Linked DNA regions of Danio rerio: region 1 is linked to region 2. The links are chromatin contacts, called in public Hi-C maps. All regions are on one chromosome and are shown on one strand. The core of a region is the stretch at or near the end of the contact, and the rest is flanking DNA. Distances in the headings are between cores, read along the strand shown. Region 1 holds the start of lrrc69 (leucine rich repeat containing 69). Region 2 has its middle 13 kb from the start of trib1.

Region 1 (3,849 bases), core at 1,281-3,780, 630 kb before region 2:
GTAAAATAATTGAACAATTATAACAATCTGAAAAAGATCTGTTTGATTTAATATTATTTTTGCCAAACAAATGCATTTCCTAAAAATAAATATATATATATATATATATATATATATATATATATATATATATATATATATATATATATATATATATATATATATATATTTTTTTTTTTTTTTTTTTTTTTTTTTTTTTTTAATGATTTGCCATATGATGTTTAACAGAGCAAGGATTTTTTTTCCACAGTATTTCTTATAATAATTTTTGTTCTGGAGAAAGTCTTATTTCTTTTATTTCGGTTAGAATACATTTTTTTTATTTTTATTTTAAGGTCAATATTATTAGCTACTTTAACAGGCATCATAACCACCTAGTTGACCTTTTATCCATAGGTTATCATTATTACATTAATTGCTTATTTAATTGCTCACTATTTATCAGAGTTGTGTCAACATACTCAATACAAGATGTGGGCCAAAAATAATTCTGTTCAAGGAGTGTACCGAAAAGGGTTGAGCAATATTTTTTCGATTCTCTACAGAACAATGACTTGTACCATAACTACTTGCCTATTTAACCTAATTAACCTACTTTAGCCTTTAAATGGCACTTTAAGCTGAATACTATAATAATAATAATAATGATATAGAAGGACACAAATCAAAATGCTTTTTTGTTGAACGAGAGAAATATTTTCTGTTGGTGACTGTGGGTTCATTTCAATTTTAGAGGAGTTTGAGAAATACTGCAGTGATGTTGCAGACACCGCTGCATGGGGCGGACAGTTAGAGGTAAGATTTATCATTTAGATTCATCCAAACAACAAACATTAAAGTGTTGCATATTACAATAGACTATTTCTCTGATTTCTTTTCTTCATACTTTTAGTTGAAAGCCCTTTCCCAGGTCCTCCAGCTACCCATAGAGGTCATCCAGGCAGATTCCCCGTGTATTACTATTGGTGAAGAATACGACAAGCCAAAAATCACACTCATGTAAATAACTGAACTTTTATGTAGTTAAATAACAATAATAATGATAATAATAATAATATTGTACATATAATTTCCTCTGCTTTGTTCTATTTCAGTTATATGCGGCATGCGTATGGACTTGGAGAGCATTACAACTCTGTGGAGCCTCTGAAAGATTTGGCAAACGAGGAAGAGGGCTGACCCGGTCACTGACACGCATTAATTTATGCATCTGTGCATAATTAGCCTGTAGAAATGGGCCGTGTGGAATTGGATTCCATTTTGCTAGGATCTGCAGAATTGAGGTTGTTCGGTCAGATGCTCACTGAAGATCCTGAAATAACCCCCTCTGGTCACTTCAGTTGCAGTGGACAAACTTAATATAACAGAGTTGTTCATGAATAAACTGTGTGCTTTGTGTTCTTATAAAACCACATATCTGCAAGTCATTTGCTCTAAAAGCTGCTGGATCGGGCTCATAGGCCATTGAATAAAAACTTTATCAATAATAAGCTTTTGTTTTTGGGATGTGAAAATGTTATTCTAATGTGCCTACAAATACAGACTGATGTGATAAAATCATGGATGTATTTTAAAGAGTGTATATTGTAAATTACACATAGAGCACCTGACAAAAGTCTTGTCGTCGATTCCAGTTATAAGAGCAACAAATAGTAACTTGACTTCTTGATCATTTGGAAGTGTCAGAAGGTAGATTTCTTGATGAATCATCTGTTGAACTGCATGCCGATCATCACAAATACTGCAAAACACCTATTGGAACCCACATAGACCCAAGATTCTCATAGAAGTCAGTCAAGTTTGGTAAAGGAAAAATCATGGTTTGGGGTAACATTCAGTATTGAGGCATATGAGAGATCTGCAGAGTGGATGTTAACATCAACAGCCTGAGGTATCAAGACATTTGTGCTGCCCATTACATTACAAACCACAGAAGAGGGCAAACTCTTCAGCAGGATAGCGCTCCTTCTCATACTTCAGCCTCCACATTAAAGTTCCTGAAAGCAAAGAAGGTCAAGGTGCTCCAGGAATGGCCAGCCCAGTCACCAGAAATGAACATTATTGAGCATGTCTGGGGTAAGATGGAGGAGGCATTGAAGATGAATCCAAAGTATCTTGATTAACCCTGGGAGTCTTGCAAGAACGCTTTCTTTGCTATTCCAGATAACTTTATTTATATGTTTTTGAGTCGTTCCAGAGATGTATGGATGCAGTCCTATTTATTTCAGTAAAATAAGCATATCTAGAGGCCTTTGTCTTTCATATAAGTCACTTCTGATACCAAATGATTAACTAGAAGGACATTTAATATATCATAATACATTTTTTACTTTAAAATAGAAAGTTTGTAAGGATGTATATGTTCTCATTAATCAAAGAGTGTCATGGGCTTTCAGCATGTGAACCCTTTTGGCCTTTTAGAAAGTTATATTTTGTATTATTAATGTTTTAATTGCGAAAAGATTTGAAATTCCTGTTTTTCATGTATTTGTCCGTTAGGCGGCGCCAGTGCGCGCAGTAAACAAGATCAGACTCTCCATGGAAACTTGGGGAAAACTTCAAATTGACGAAGCGAGTATCAATGGCAAACGATTCAATCATTAAAGCATTAAAAACCAAATCAAAGTCTCTAAATCTCAGTTCTACGAAAATTATATATCTCCCGGAAGCGCTTGAGAAACTGACGTGGATTTTGGTGTTAAAGCTGAATAATAATTTTCTGTCAAGTCTGCCGTCTGAGTTCATGCGTTTACAGAAGGTGAGTTCAAACCTGTTTATTTTCATAACAACTTTGTTTCACACATTTAAAGACAACGACAGAACAACTTTAATTCATATTTGTACTTCGCTAAAATTATGGGCTATTACAAACATGGCAAAGTTAGCATTAAAGCATAGATAGGCATTAAAGTGTTCAAATTGTTAACAATAACACATTTTGATTTATTGTATAGCGTTAAATACCACGACAAACCAACTACAGCGAATCATTAATCCAAAATCTAACGTTATATCTTATTCTATTCATTTTCTCTTTGGCTTGGTCCCTTTTTTAATCTGGGGTCGCCACAACGGAATGAACCGCCAACTTATCCAGCATATGTTTTACGCAGCAGATGCCCTTCCAGCTGCAACCCATCACTGGGAAACACCTATACACTCCCATTCACACACACACACTACAGACAATTTAGCTTACTCGATTAACCTACACCTGGACTTGGGAATGAACATGCAAACTTCACACAGAAATGCCAACTGACCCAGCCAAGGCTCGAACCAACGACCTTGTTGCTGTGAGGCGACAGCGCTAACCACTGTGCCGCCCTCTTATATGAATTAATATAATTTAAACATACAAAATATTGCTATTTTATGCTTAATTAAAAATGTTTTTATAGGTCTAAATAGATGTCGTTGTTTTTTTTAATAGTTTTAATTGTACTTTCAATGTATATTTTTTTCATGTGCGTCTTAAGTTGACAGAGCTCAATTTGGGAAACAATGTTCTTGAGGAGGTCCCATCTGTGTTGAAACACCTCTGCTGTCTAAATAAACTTTATTTATATGGGAACCAAATCAGCTATTTGTCAGCAGAGGTGTTGGGTAAGTTCAAACTCTTCCTTCTTAAGTGTTATTTCATTAAACCGTGTCAAATACTGTTTTACAGTTGAATTCAGAAAAACTACCCCCCCCCCCCCCCCTGTTTATTCTAGCTGAAATAAAACAAATAAGACTCTCTCCAGGAGAAAAAATATTATCAAACATACTGTGAAAATTTCCTTGCTCTGTTAAACATCATTTGGAAAATATTTTAAAAAGAACCAAAAAATTAAAGAGGGCTAATAA
Region 2 (3,486 bases), core at 558-3,057:
TACAACCTGATTTTCATTTCCAAACAAAATGCAACAACCCACGACGCTGGGGTACACTGTAATAAAATTCAGGGTTCCACACAATTCATTTATTTTGTCCCAACACAAATCAACTAAGTTAACATAACAAATTTTTGTGAATTGAACATAAAAATCAGATTCCAAAATAAAAACATCCAGAACTGGATATTGCTTTAAGCTTATACTAAATAAGCAGTTTGAACAAGCAGCAAAAATGTTTTTTGAGTGTACAACATCAATCTGATGTCATGTTGAAGTCCTGTACCTGCTGGGATCACCTAAATATACTTAAGGGAAATTCACTTGTTTGTCACAGTTAGATACACTTTTATTATTGTAGACTGTAAATAATCTGTAAATTAACAGTTTGATGTATTTAGTGATTTTTTTTCTCATTAGTTTATACTTTGAATTGCTTTACGGAATCCTGAGGTTTCCTTCAACAACTTTTGATGTTTAAAGTTTAAAAATGTTACCTTTATTAACTTTTTAATAGTTTTAGGTGATATAGTATATGGGTTGGTGTTGTGAATTATTGTAGAAAAAATGTTAATAAACTGCAAGCACTTTTCTGATATTTTACATAATTTTTAATTCTCTATTCAATATATTACTGTTTTACAATATGTTGTTTCAAACTACTATAATGTCAATAAAAGTCACTCTGTTCAACTACAAACTTGAATTTTCAACATATGTAGACAGAGCAAAAACCAAGGTCATTTATTCATTCATTTTCTTTTCGGCTTAGTCCCTTTATTAATCAGAGGTCGCCACAGCGGAATGAACCGCCAATTTACGCAGATGATGCCCTTCCAGCTGCAACCCATCACTGGTAAACATCCATATACACTCATTTACACACATTAACTACGGCTAATTTAGTTTATTCAATTTACCTATAGTGAATGTCTTTGGACTGTGGGGGAAACCGGAGCACCAGGAGGAAACCCATATGAAGACGGGGAAAACATGACAACTGTTAATTAACACACATTATTTAGTGTATGTTTGCATAAATGTAATTTATAATCATAATAATTCTTTATTTTAACCATAATATGTTATATTTAAAGCTTGTATATTTTACATGCATTAAATTGTATAAGTAATACAAATCAATGGTGTTTTTGCTATCAGTAAGTTAATGTTATCATTTTTATAAATAAACTGAATTAGTTTTTGTTTTTATTTTCTGTTTTGGTTTTCATTTTAGTGAAACTTTTAACATTTTTTTTCAGCAATACTTTACCCACATTTTGAAGAAAATGTTGCAATTATGAAGTTACACAAACATGTATTTAAGTGGGTGAAGTATACATTTTTTAAAAATGTTGGGTTCCAACACAATTCCTTCATGTTGTCCCAAAGGTTAAGTTAACTTAACTGTTTTTATGAATTTAAGTGGATTGAAAATAAAACAATAAACTTGACTTGTCCACCAAAAAAAAAAACTCAAGAATTGTGTTGATTCAGCTCATTTTAAGTAAGTAATTTGAACAAATAGCAAAAACATTTTTTTTTGTGTGTGTATTCTATAATATTATTTCATAACATCCCCTTTTTCTGTGTGCTTACTTTTCAACTCAACCTCTGTCCTAGAGTGCTGAATTCAGGCCAGAATGAAAGAGAAAGCTTAATGAGCAGTTTGACCTGAGAGTCAGGTAGTTCCGCCCCCTCCACTATGACATCACACTATCTTGCGTAAGGGCCTGATTGGGTATCAACAGAGTCGCTGGAGCGTCTCTGTTGTTGGGCTACTGCCAAAGAGCGTTGCACGCCATGGAAGCAATTGCCAAACATGTCGGAGCCGGCCTTGGGTGACGCTCTTATAAAAAGTGCCACTGTTCGTGCACTACTCATATTATCTTGACACTAGTGACATTATGAGTCACTACAGAGTGCATGAAGTTGTCTCGGAATCAAAAGATGATGTGATGGGATAAGGTCACATTTAAGGGCCTGTTAGCGGCTTAGTTTTGATATGCAGTCAGGCTTTTGACGTGGTGATAGATAAAGGGGTGTAAAGTGGCTCTGTAACAACCTGCGTCACAACGTGTCAAATGCATGGACTATTAATCCGCCTGAAGTGATGGTAATGCCGTCAGCTATCAGTGGCAGGACTGAACTGTCTATAGAGACTTGATTTGAAGATTTACAAGAGCACCCCCGGAGCCATTTGCGATGTATTTAGTTTACCGACAGTACTGGTTTAAAGACAGTTTGCTGTTATTAATGTCAGATTCTAGAGTTCTGTGCAGAAATAAAAAGAGCTGGTGATCAAAGAGTGAAACTAATCCAATTGTTTATGTATTATTGCATAAATCTGGAGAGTTAACATTCGAAACAACTTTACAAAGTCTTTCAAATCCGACTTGAGTTAAAGCAAAAGGCTTGATCGTGTTCAGTAAATTATAAAGCAAAAGCAACAATGACTTAAGACTTGAGACAATTAAGACAATGACAAAGACTTAATGCACATTCCCAAAAACGTTTCTGAAGGTCTTATTATTTATGGAACACAATACATCAATGTGTTCTTTAAATGTTCATTTATGAGGTGAAATTGAATTTAATAAACCTTTATAAAGCAAAAAAGTACCAAAAGTAAAGTAAATATTATGATATGTTTATTAGAAATTTACAAAATTACACGAGAATGTGATATAAAAAGTCTTGTTTTCTGTGAAATTTACCACGATAAAATGAGTTTGATTAAAACAGAACAATCTAGACTAAAAATGTATTTCAAAATTAAACAAATAAGTAATTTCATACAGTATTGACAGAGGTTTTTGTTTGTTTAAATCGACATGCTGTTCTCATTGATGTAAAAGAAAATGTTATTTCTTTACTTTGTATCTCAGGTAAATCTTACTTAAGGATGTTTAGAAATATTCAGAGACAACTTTACTGAGGAAGGTGTTAACCTTTTTGCAGGGGATGTTAAATTTACAGTTTTTCTCAGTCGCTTTGGTGCATTTCCCACAACACGTTTTACATTTGCACAACAGTTAATGCATTTCTCAATACAATTAGTCTTTTGTGCACATCCTAGTAGCAGTTTCTCAGTCCTTCCAACAAATTGCAAATGCATTTGGACATGCATTAATTGCTTTCATACAACTCTCTGCTGTTTATAACATTATCATTTGCTTATGCCATGTCAGTCAAAATTAACTAAACTTGTGAATGCTGAATAGTCATTCCATATAAAACTAATAGTCCTCATTTCATTACATACAAAAATGTTGAACTAGTTGTCAAAATCTGTCAAGCTAATTTTTTTTAATGTATATTTTTTTTCCTGAAAATGTCTTTTACATCGAACAATTTCATGAATGATTTACAGACCTTTGAATATTGTAGGTTCAGTTCCAAGATGTACTGCAATTATGTGTACAGTTGTGCACTGCTCTACCTAAAGGAAGTTTATGTTTGTCGTAAATAAGGGTGTATTTATTC

The links. A called contact is a pair of places that touch in the nucleus more often than the background predicts.
Region 1: a contact with region 2 is called in a Hi-C map of an unstated tissue, with 2.8 times the contacts expected there. The contact joins the promoter of lrrc69 here to the enhancer-like site in region 2. A contact is called at or near these places in 1 of 18 Hi-C or Micro-C datasets (an unstated tissue) and 1 of 4 datasets of contacts at active chromatin or transcription factors (embryo).

What each region holds. Positions count from the first base shown.
Region 1 is chr19:36,291,959-36,295,807 of GRCz12tu, reverse strand. It overlaps lrrc69 (leucine rich repeat containing 69), which reads left to right and starts at 2,530. Exons shown (of 12, transcript XM_073931793.1): 1 at 2,530-2,758; 2 at 3,480-3,606. The coding sequence starts at 2,582. otud6b (OTU deubiquitinase 6B) reads left to right here. Exons shown (of 7, transcript NM_200225.1): 5 at 734-795; 6 at 893-999; 7 at 1,095-1,487. The coding sequence ends at 1,179.
Region 2 is chr19:35,660,677-35,664,162 of GRCz12tu, reverse strand. No RefSeq gene overlaps it. Among named protein-coding and RNA genes, the nearest start is that of trib1, 13 kb to the left of the region's middle. Within about 2 kb of position 1,807, at least 19 of the 62 cell types and tissues checked have an H3K27ac peak or open chromatin away from gene starts, as enhancers often do.